Linked DNA regions of Sus scrofa: region 2 is linked to region 1. A link is a contact called in public Hi-C data. All regions are on one chromosome and are shown on one strand. The core of a region is the stretch at or near the end of the contact, and the rest is flanking DNA. Distances in the headings are between cores, read along the strand shown.

Region 1 (4,683 bases), core at 987-3,486:
AGGGTTAAAAGACTTGGTCATGGTCCCAGAGCTAGCTAAGGAGAGCCACTTCCTGGACTTAAAATTTGAGAAGATAGAGCCTTGAACCCATCAAGAACCCACCTAGAACCCATCTGATTATGAGAAAAGAAGATTCAGGAGGCTTGCCTGGTTAATAATGACACCAGGAAACAGAGGAGCAGCCAAGCGTATACAGCCACCAGGCAGAGCATAAGATACCAAAAAGTAGGCATGTGCTGACTGCCTGGCAACCAGCCAAGTGAGTCCTCAGATGTAGCAGAAACTATTGCATCTTTTTTCTTTTCAGTGAAAACTCACATTCCTTGGAATTTGGGTACCAGACAAATGCCCTATGTGTTATAAGTAAATGAGGCCCATTTCATATATCAGTAGTTCCAAAATTCTAAGGTACACCCTCATCACCGGGAACATGGTTGAAATGCAGATTCAGATTGGAGAGGTCTGAAATGGAGCCCAGGAATTTGCCTTTTTAATGAGCTCCAGGGATTGCTTCTGCTGGTCCAAAGGTCATGTTCAGAGAGTCAAGTTTAGAGAGACCACTTCACCTTAGAGCAGAGCAGAGGTGATAGTTGTGAGGTACTTACGACAGGGCTATCCCAGTTGTGACTTCATTCCATACAGACTAATCAGGACCCATGCCCACTCTCCCTGGTAATCCAGCGGCTCTCCAGACCTACCCAGGTCCCAGCAATATTGGCAGATGCCACTGGGGGCCCCCAGAGCAGATTCAGAGCTGCCAGAATTCATTCTGATGAGTCAGTGACAGGTTGACCAGTTGTTCAATGTTCTCTCACTCTGGAAAAGGGTTCAAGACTCACTGAATTACAGATCACTTACCTTTACCCAAAATTTTTCCTTCAATCACTGGTCCTTTTTCTGGTCAACATTGATCTTGCTCACCCCACTCATTTTACTAAAGACAAAACTGACAATCACAAGTTTGAGGTTATTCATGCAAAATCAGGCAACTAGAGAGAAGCCAGGGCAGCCAAAACAGGGCCAGAAATCAGTCCTCACTTCCAAATGTCATGCCCATTCGAGTTTTCCTAAATTGGAAGAATATTTAGTCTGACTCTCATATAGTGTTGACAACCTACAAAGTCTATATTGTGAATCAAACTATTTGAACTAATGTTGCTTTAAAGAGATATTACCATTTCTTTTAACAGCAAACTCTCAGCTTCGACATATATTTTTATCAGAGCTGGAGCGATATCATAGGAAAATTCTACTCATTGCAGAGGCAGAATTGCGCTTAAATGACTTGCTTAACATCACAGAGCTATTTAGTGACAAATCCAAGAGCTGGACCCAGATCTCTTAACTCTCAGTGTGGTGCTCATTCCTCGAAACCACAACCTCATTCACTTGTGTTTTTTAAAGGAAGTGTCTGCGTGAATGACCAGTTTAGCACAACGCAAGCTGCCATGTAACCAGTGTAACCATGTAACCTGACTACAAGTTTACTTTTCTCCAGGACAAGGTGTGAACAACCACATCTGAGATGTGAGAGAAGCCCTGCAATGATGTACTAAGCTTGAGGAAACTGCCCTCTACTGGGATGCAGAGGGGTGTCAATTGTACCTAAAGGGACAGTCCTTAAAAAACGGGGACTGAATCATTGAGTTCCCTGAGGTTCAATGAGGAATAAAGCAGGTATGTAGCACTATCAATAGAAGGAAGCAAAATGTCTTCCCATGTGCCTTGACAGAAAATTATTTTCCAGCTGGCATCACATTCACTTTTACAAGGGCATGTTTGATGTAACACTCCCCATCCCCCCGCCCCCCACCAACCCAGCATCTGGCTTTTCCAGCAGATCCCTAGGGCATATCTGTTACCGGGCTGGATGCACTCTTGTGAGAAATCTGGGAGCTACATCCCTGCCTTTCATCCACCCCAAACCACAAAGACACAGTGGTTACCTCTGTGTGTTACCAGATAAGATTACAGAGGAATTAGTGAGGTGTCTGTGATTCAGTTTAAGGCCAACGCAATTGCTACCACCTCATCACTGAAGGGCTTTGCAGAGGAAATAAGCACCATTGGGTCACAAGGGTGATTTTCCTGTCCAGTCCTAAAAAGGAACTGCCCTCAATAAATCATCTTCCTAATGGAAATGACAGGATTATTCTCCCAGGAGAGCAAAACCCGGAGGACTGTGCAAACCACATGTCCCTCTCAAGGTCAATGGGAAGGAAATGCACAGCCATTGCTGCCTGAGAGGATCTAAGGCTTCCTAGGGATTTGTTCCATCTCTCTCCCTCTGAGGTCACTTTTAATGTCTTTTCAAGTCATTGTTTACATATAAAGATAGAACTGCTCTTAGTAAGTACGCTGTATGTTTTGTTTTTTTAAAGTCTGTTTCTGTGGTTAAGCACAAGGGGCGAAAAAATCCATCATATATCTTAAGGAAAAAGGAAAGATATAAAATTCGTGTAAAATACATTTTTATCAACAATGCCAGCCTAATTAAATACAGCGGGGAAAAAAAAGCCAACTGGTAGTAGCGATAGCTTTGAAGATTATATGTGATTATCTTTCCTTCTCTGTGTGTGTGTATGTGTGTTTTAATTTTTACATTTTCTCTGCTTTAAAATTGGCTTCTAAGATACTTGCTATTTAAACCTACTTATTCTATTATCTGTAAACTAAAATAAGGGTTGGGATGCATACTAATATCAAGATCTATTTTTTAAAGTAGAACAGAAAAATATGGATACTATAATGGGATTTTTAAACCAGAACTAATAATTCACTTATTCATCAATTCAATTAGTTTAAGAGCTTTTAGTGAGCTTTGTATATGGCACTTGGCAAAGAAACTTCAGCTCATTCTTTCTGAAATGAATTTGTTAGAACTCAAAGTTTTCTTTTCCAATCAAAACGTTAGGAAATGCCACTCCCAATCTGACTGAGCAGTCACACTTTTGATTTCTGAGAAATTCCTGCCCAGGTCACTAGAGAATGAAAGGCCAGCTTTGAGGAAGTTTCTGGAACAGAAGAATCTCAATGAAATTGGCTGGACTTTTCTGAGTGGTGAAAAAAAATATCCCTTCAATAAAGCAAGGTATATGGGAGTTAAGATCACAATTTTATCAAATTCAACCTAGACATTTAGTCAGATCCTTTGAAACTTTTTCCCATGATTAAAATTCTTATTTGTTGCATTTTTGGCAATGATGACTAAGTGACTTGGGACACTGGCCCAAAAATCGGGGGGGGGGGGTTGTTGTTAAACAAATTAATAAATTAGAGGAAATCATTTTTTTTTTTAACATTCACTGTGACTAGCACACTTTGGGGGGGAAAAAAAATCACAATTTGTTACATATGCCTTTTGCATTTTTAACTCCTATCCCAACAGTTGCCATGATAAATTCCATGGAGCACTTGAACCAAGCAGTTCTCCAAGGATGGCCCAAGGAAACCTCTGGCTCCTCAAGACCCTTTTAGGGAGTCTACAGTTTCCTCCCTCTTCCACCTGAAGATTTGCATAAAGTCATATCATAATAGATTAAATGCAGAAGCAGATAAGATAATTTATCACTATTAAGCTAGACAGTAATAAGGTTTACAAAAAAATATTAAACAATGCCACTTTCAGAGTTCCCGTCGTGGCTCAGTGGTTGGCGAATCCGACTGGCTACCATGAGATTGCAGGTTCAATCCCTGGCCTTGCTCAGTGGGCTGAGGATCCGGCATTGTCATGAGCTGTGGTGTGGGTTGCAGGCTCGGCTTGGATCCCGCATTGCAGTGGCCCTGGTGTAGGCCGGCGACTGCAGCTCCGATTGGACCCCTAGCCTGGGAACCTCCGTGTGCCGTGGGGGCGGCCCTAGAAATGGCAAAAAGACATTTCTCACTATTTTCTTTCTCACTATTTTCTTTTAAATAGTATAGTTATTTTCACAAAAATATGTCATTTACGTTAAAAATTTTGTAATTGCTTTTTATTAATTACTTTTGTTTATTACTATTATTGGTAATATAGTAACAATTTTCTTAGTTTTACCATTTTAATTTATAATACAGTAAATATTGATGGCTATAACCAATCCAAATCAAAGCTCTTTGGGATCTTTAATAATTATAAGAATGTAAAGGGGATTTTATATCAAAAAGTTTGAGAACTGCTGACATAAAGAAATTCCTTTTAGAGGCATTTCAGAAGGGAGGCTGGGAGATGAGAGACCACATGGACTAGAGTTACGTTCTTCCAGCTGAGGCTGATCCTTCATCGAATCCAGATAAGAGCAGACATATCTGGCCTAAATGAAAGAGAATCACTCAGCAAAAACTGTAAATTTCCGAGAACTAATAATTTTCATTTTAAGCCACTAATAATGCTGCACAGGGTGGTTCCCTGTGCAGTGTTATTTTTGCAATAAATAATAATTTTTCCTCCTCTGATTTCCCATGTGTTTACAATGGTATTTCTACAAAGGAATTTACCACACATTTATGCTTCATTATAAATTTTCATATGTTATGAAGTGACATTTCTAAACTTGAAGAAGGAGAAATAGCAAGATGACAGAGTAGGAAGGCTCTGAGCTCACCTCTCTCCACAAACACATCAAAAATATATCTACATGTGGAGCAACTCTTGCTGAAAACAAACTGGAGACTGAAAAGAAAGCTTTTCTACAGCCAAGGCTATAA
Region 2 (4,683 bases), core at 724-3,223, 99 kb after region 1:
TAAACAGGAGAGCTTAGGAACCAACTCAGTAACAGTGTAAGAGATTTTGCTTTATTTCCCAACTCTCGCGGGATCTAAAATTTCTGTGTAAGAAAAAGTTTTAGCAAGCAGTAGCAAAATGCATTTTGTTGATGTCAACATTAGAAAGGCTCTTTTTCTGTCCCCACAGTAAAGTAGAAATGGAACTCTTTGCTCTTGAAAATTTTGGCTTACAGGGAAGGGATATTATGTTTATATAAAACTTCAGCAGGATACCTTCTTCTAACTCTCTTCCAATACTTGCTGTACAGCTTGTGTTTAGCCAGTGACAGTAGCTAACACAAAGCCAAAATCAGTGATTTCTTGGCAGTACATACCTCCTTGATGCATCATCATAGGAAAGACAGCAGTGGAGCTGAACAGTGGGATGAGGGAAAAAAGTAGAAGCAGGTGTGCCCATTCAATAGTTGGTTTATTTCCATTGTCATTACCTTACAAAAGACATTTTTTTAGTCAGGGTCCCATTCCATGATTGACACCTGATTGGACATATTTTTGGAAATCCACAGTGTTACTCTAACACCAGAAACCAAACTCTAATCAGGATATGCTCACTCAATTGGACAGCATTGTGGGGGCAGGTACCTCTCTAGGTGGACCGTTTGTGTCACGTAACCTGAAGAGAAGCAAGTGTGAACCTGTGTGCAAAGAGAGAGAGGCTGGTCTCTAGAGGTTAGGAATGCAGCCCTTCATTGTCAACAAGCCTCCTAGTAGCTGTGGACATGACCTCGCAGAGCAGGTGAGCAGAGCTGGATTCTGATTACAGGTCGCTCAATGCCTCATCTTAAAAGGACATCATTTACTATTGAAAATCCATATCCAAGACTTTAAGCTCCTATTAGGTGGAAAGTTACTTTAAAAGCACACAGAGCAACTCTCCTTAAAATCATGGCAAGTTTTTTAGGGAGAAGAGATATAACAAGAAGACTTCTAAATGGGCTATTATGTGTTAAGCATGATGTGACAGTCACACCCACATTCTTAGGAGGAGAACTTTGAGGGGTTTATATATATATATATATATATATATATAGAGAGAGAGAGAGAGAGAGAGAGAAATGATGATGCTGCTTGCAATGGATTCTGCTCTTCACCAGTGGTCCAGATTTTAAATCCTACTTCACTATAATATGTAATAAAGTTTTCTTTGTGATCCCAAAACTGTGTCATGATGGGAGCAGAGTTCTAACATTTTAGAGGCCAGAGAGCCCCTTGAGAATATGATGGCATCTGTGGGTTATTTTCCCAAGACACAAAAACAACCTTCTGCATGCAACTTCCAGGGGTTTATAAGATGCCCTCAAGGTTTGTTTGTTTGTTTCCCTGTACCTGGCTACCAAGTTACTAATTCCCATTCTAACAGAACAAGAATATTCTCCAAGCCTTTCCCAAGAAAGCTACAGATAAATCTAAACACTGAGAGCTCTAGTAAGAAGTCCAGAAACTTCTATCTTAATCAGAAAATGGTCTGCTCTCAGCCCCCCACTCCAGGAAGACGCTGGGGAAGTAACAAGAATCATCTCCTGTGAGATCCTGATAGCCACGGGCTTCCTGTGCTGGGGCCAATGGAATGGGCTTCAATTATATAAGTCAGCCCGTTTGGTGCCAAACACAATCCCCATTTAATTGTTCAGTGTTTCCATGTTCGGGAACTCCTTCTCAATGACTGCCTGTGGCGTCACTGCCACGCTGAATCATGCAAATGAGGATGTCATATCCTCTGATTCAGAATGCTTTCTTTCATTGAAAGGTATTTTAAGACCTGCAAGCAGAGTGAGGGTCTCTGCTTAGACGTAATCTCCTAAAGGCATCATTTTTTCTTTTGTCACAGAGAAGAACCTGATGCAGAGAGAGACAGGGACATGTGCACGGAGTGCAGGGGATCTTGTGGATCAGAGCTTGAAAGCACAGGCACTTGCCAGCAGGGGAGTGCACCTCTGCCGGGAGGCTGCGCTGGGATCCAAGGTCCTTGCCAAATTTGGTGCAGCAGCTAACAGTACATTTCCATGTATGTCCTTTTCTCCCTATTTTCCCCAGGGAAAGGGCGAGTCAGGATATGCACGCAGAGTATGCAGGACTGAAATAGCCTTAAGTAGTTCAGTTGCTATTCAGTGAAGTTACTTGGTTTTGTCCATTTAGAGCATCAGTATCTACTTTTCACTGGCCAGGCAGTGTCCCACTGGTACTCCTGCACTGGGTACTGAAAATCTAGGCAGGAGGCATAGTGACTATGAAAAAAACTCATTAAAAATAAGATTTGAGTCCCAGTGGGCTCGTTGTGTGACTAGCTGGCTATGTGAACTTAGACAATAATAATGAACCAAATTTTCCCAGATACCAAATAGGATAATAATGGTGTCTATCTCAAAATTATCAAGGGGATTAACTTCGTGCATGTAAACTTCCTAGATCAGTGTGTGGCATATATTAAGTACTGTATGGTGGTCAGCTGTCATTGTTACATGTTATCTCTGAGGCATTTCTTTAACTCAGAATGAAAGGCAGAATTAACGTGTATTGATTTGAGTTTGCAAAACAAAAGATGATCCAGCATAGACTCTGGAGTCTGGAAAATACTTTAGCACTTCCAAGCCAGCTGAGTTCAAAAACCATACTTTAGCTGAGTGATCATGAGTTCGGTATACTCCACTATTAAATAATAGTAAGAGGTTCTTCCTCCTCAGATTTTAATGGCACTTCAATCAAACAAAGCAGGTAAAGCACTCTGCCCACAAGGAGCAAGTGTGCAATTAATGTTGATATCATCATTACTAAAAAGTCATAGAAGCCTAAGTGCACATAAACTTTAGAATATAGGCAATAGACCCCCATACATTTTTAAATGATTGATATTGCACTTACTCTGTGTCCGGCATGGCATGGTTCTTCACACCTATTTAAATAAATAAAAATTTATTTCACCCACCTAACAACTCCAGGAGGCAGTTACTATTATCTCACCCTATTTTAAATATGAGGAAACGAGACCAGACCATTACCAAGATGCGGATTCCAAATTCAATCCCAGGTCCCCAAGACAAGGCTCTTCCGGAGCTGTCCAGGAGAACTTTTCACAATAGTGGCACTGGTCTGTCTGTGCTGTCCAGTACTGATTCTGGTACTGATAGCCCTGAACATATGTGGTAACTGCAGCCTTGATATGGTGAATGTGCCCAAGGAACAGAATGTTTTGCTTTATGTCATTTTAATTAGGTTAATGTTAACTAGCCTCATTTTATGGTGGTTTCCACATTGGACAGCACAGCCTAGATCACCATGTTGTGTTACTTTACCAAAGGGCTTGTTCCACTAAAGAAACTAGTGGAGACCCTTATCCGCACTGCTTTTTTCTACACTTGTCTACACTGGTTGCAGTTCCTTCATTCAGAAACTTTCTTAAATATTTTCTTTTTTTAAAAAATGGACTTTAGGGGAGTTCCTCTTGTGGCTCAGCAGAAATGAATCTGAGTAGCGTCCATGAGGACACAGGTTCAATCGCTGGCCTCACTCAGTAGGTCAAGGATCTGGTGTTGCCATGAGCTGTGGTGTAGGTTGCAAACCCAGCTCGGATCTGGCGTTACTATGGCCATGGTGTAGGCCAGTGACTACAGCTTCGATTTGACTGCTAGCCTGAGAACCTCCACATGCCATGGGTGCAGCCTTAAAAAGACCAAAAAAAAAAAAAGAAAAAAAAAAGGGGGCTTTCCTGGTGACAGCTATTATCCTCAGCAAGTGGGGACACTGCTTCCATAACATCCACTCCTAATGGTTCATTGTTTACCATTTTAGCACTTGCTCTGAGAAGGGTGTCTTGCTGTGCTTGCTCAAAGCCAGATACTATTCTTCAGCTATTCTGAGGACAGCTTTCTGCATATGCCCATCCCATGTTTCTCTAAGTAAGGCAGGAGTTCTACTTTGTTCTCTTTTGTAGAACTAGCAACGTACTTATTGGTGTCTGAACTGAAAATGGAAAGAAACGGACACCATGACTTTCTGTGTAACAACACTCAATTTGGCTTTCCTTCAAGCCCCCACATTATTTTCTTGCTTTTACCTCTATTTCCATAAAACCATCTTGCCAGAGCATGCCTGTCTGATTACAAATGACCGGTCCCCACCTCCTCAACCCATACCTCCTTATGCCCACTGTTGTCATTTGGCAAGTGTGACCTGTCCAAGTTCAGAGAGACTCAGGGAAAAAATCAAAAGGAGGACCTCACTTTCCTCCTGAGTTAAATCTATATTGGAATGGAGAAAACGATTTCATTTTAGTGATAATCTATGTATCTTGCTGCCCAATCTGATTTTGGCTTCATCATTTTATTCAATTATATGTGCTCTATCCAAATGAGCACCGCCCCATTTGTAAGTAGGACAAAGTATGACTCTGTCACTTTTACCCAAATCCCTAGTATAGCATCACTTACAATCAGCATTTTCAAAACTGCTAGAATTTCACAATTTCCAAAATAACTACTGAGATCATTCTGTTTAGAAGCCACATGACAGATGTCCCACCAACTTGAAATCCTAAACAGACTTTTTTTTTTAAGTTTTATGGAAGTATCGTTTATTTACAAGGTTATGATCATTTCTGCTGGACGACAAAGTGACCCAGTCGTACATATACACATATCCATTCTC

The links. A called contact is a pair of places that touch in the nucleus more often than the background predicts.
Region 2: a contact with region 1 is called in a Hi-C map of heart right ventricle, with 7 times the contacts expected there. The contact joins two enhancer-like sites. A contact is called at or near these places in 3 of 47 Hi-C or Micro-C datasets (heart right ventricle, psoas muscle and subcutaneous adipose tissue) and 1 of 2 datasets of contacts at active chromatin or transcription factors (skeletal muscle).

Annotation. Positions count from the first base shown.
Region 1 is chr13:191,926,520-191,931,202 of Sscrofa11.1, forward strand. No RefSeq gene overlaps it. Among named protein-coding and RNA genes, the nearest start is that of N6AMT1, 320 kb to the right of the region's middle. Within about 2 kb of position 2,237, at least 6 of the 83 cell types and tissues checked have an H3K27ac peak or open chromatin away from gene starts, as enhancers often do.
Region 2 is chr13:192,025,733-192,030,415 of Sscrofa11.1, forward strand. All of the region lies in intron 4 of LOC106505844 (a long non-coding RNA gene), which reads right to left. Among named protein-coding and RNA genes, the nearest start is that of N6AMT1, 220 kb to the right of the region's middle. Within about 2 kb of position 1,974, at least 8 of the 83 cell types and tissues checked have an H3K27ac peak or open chromatin away from gene starts, as enhancers often do.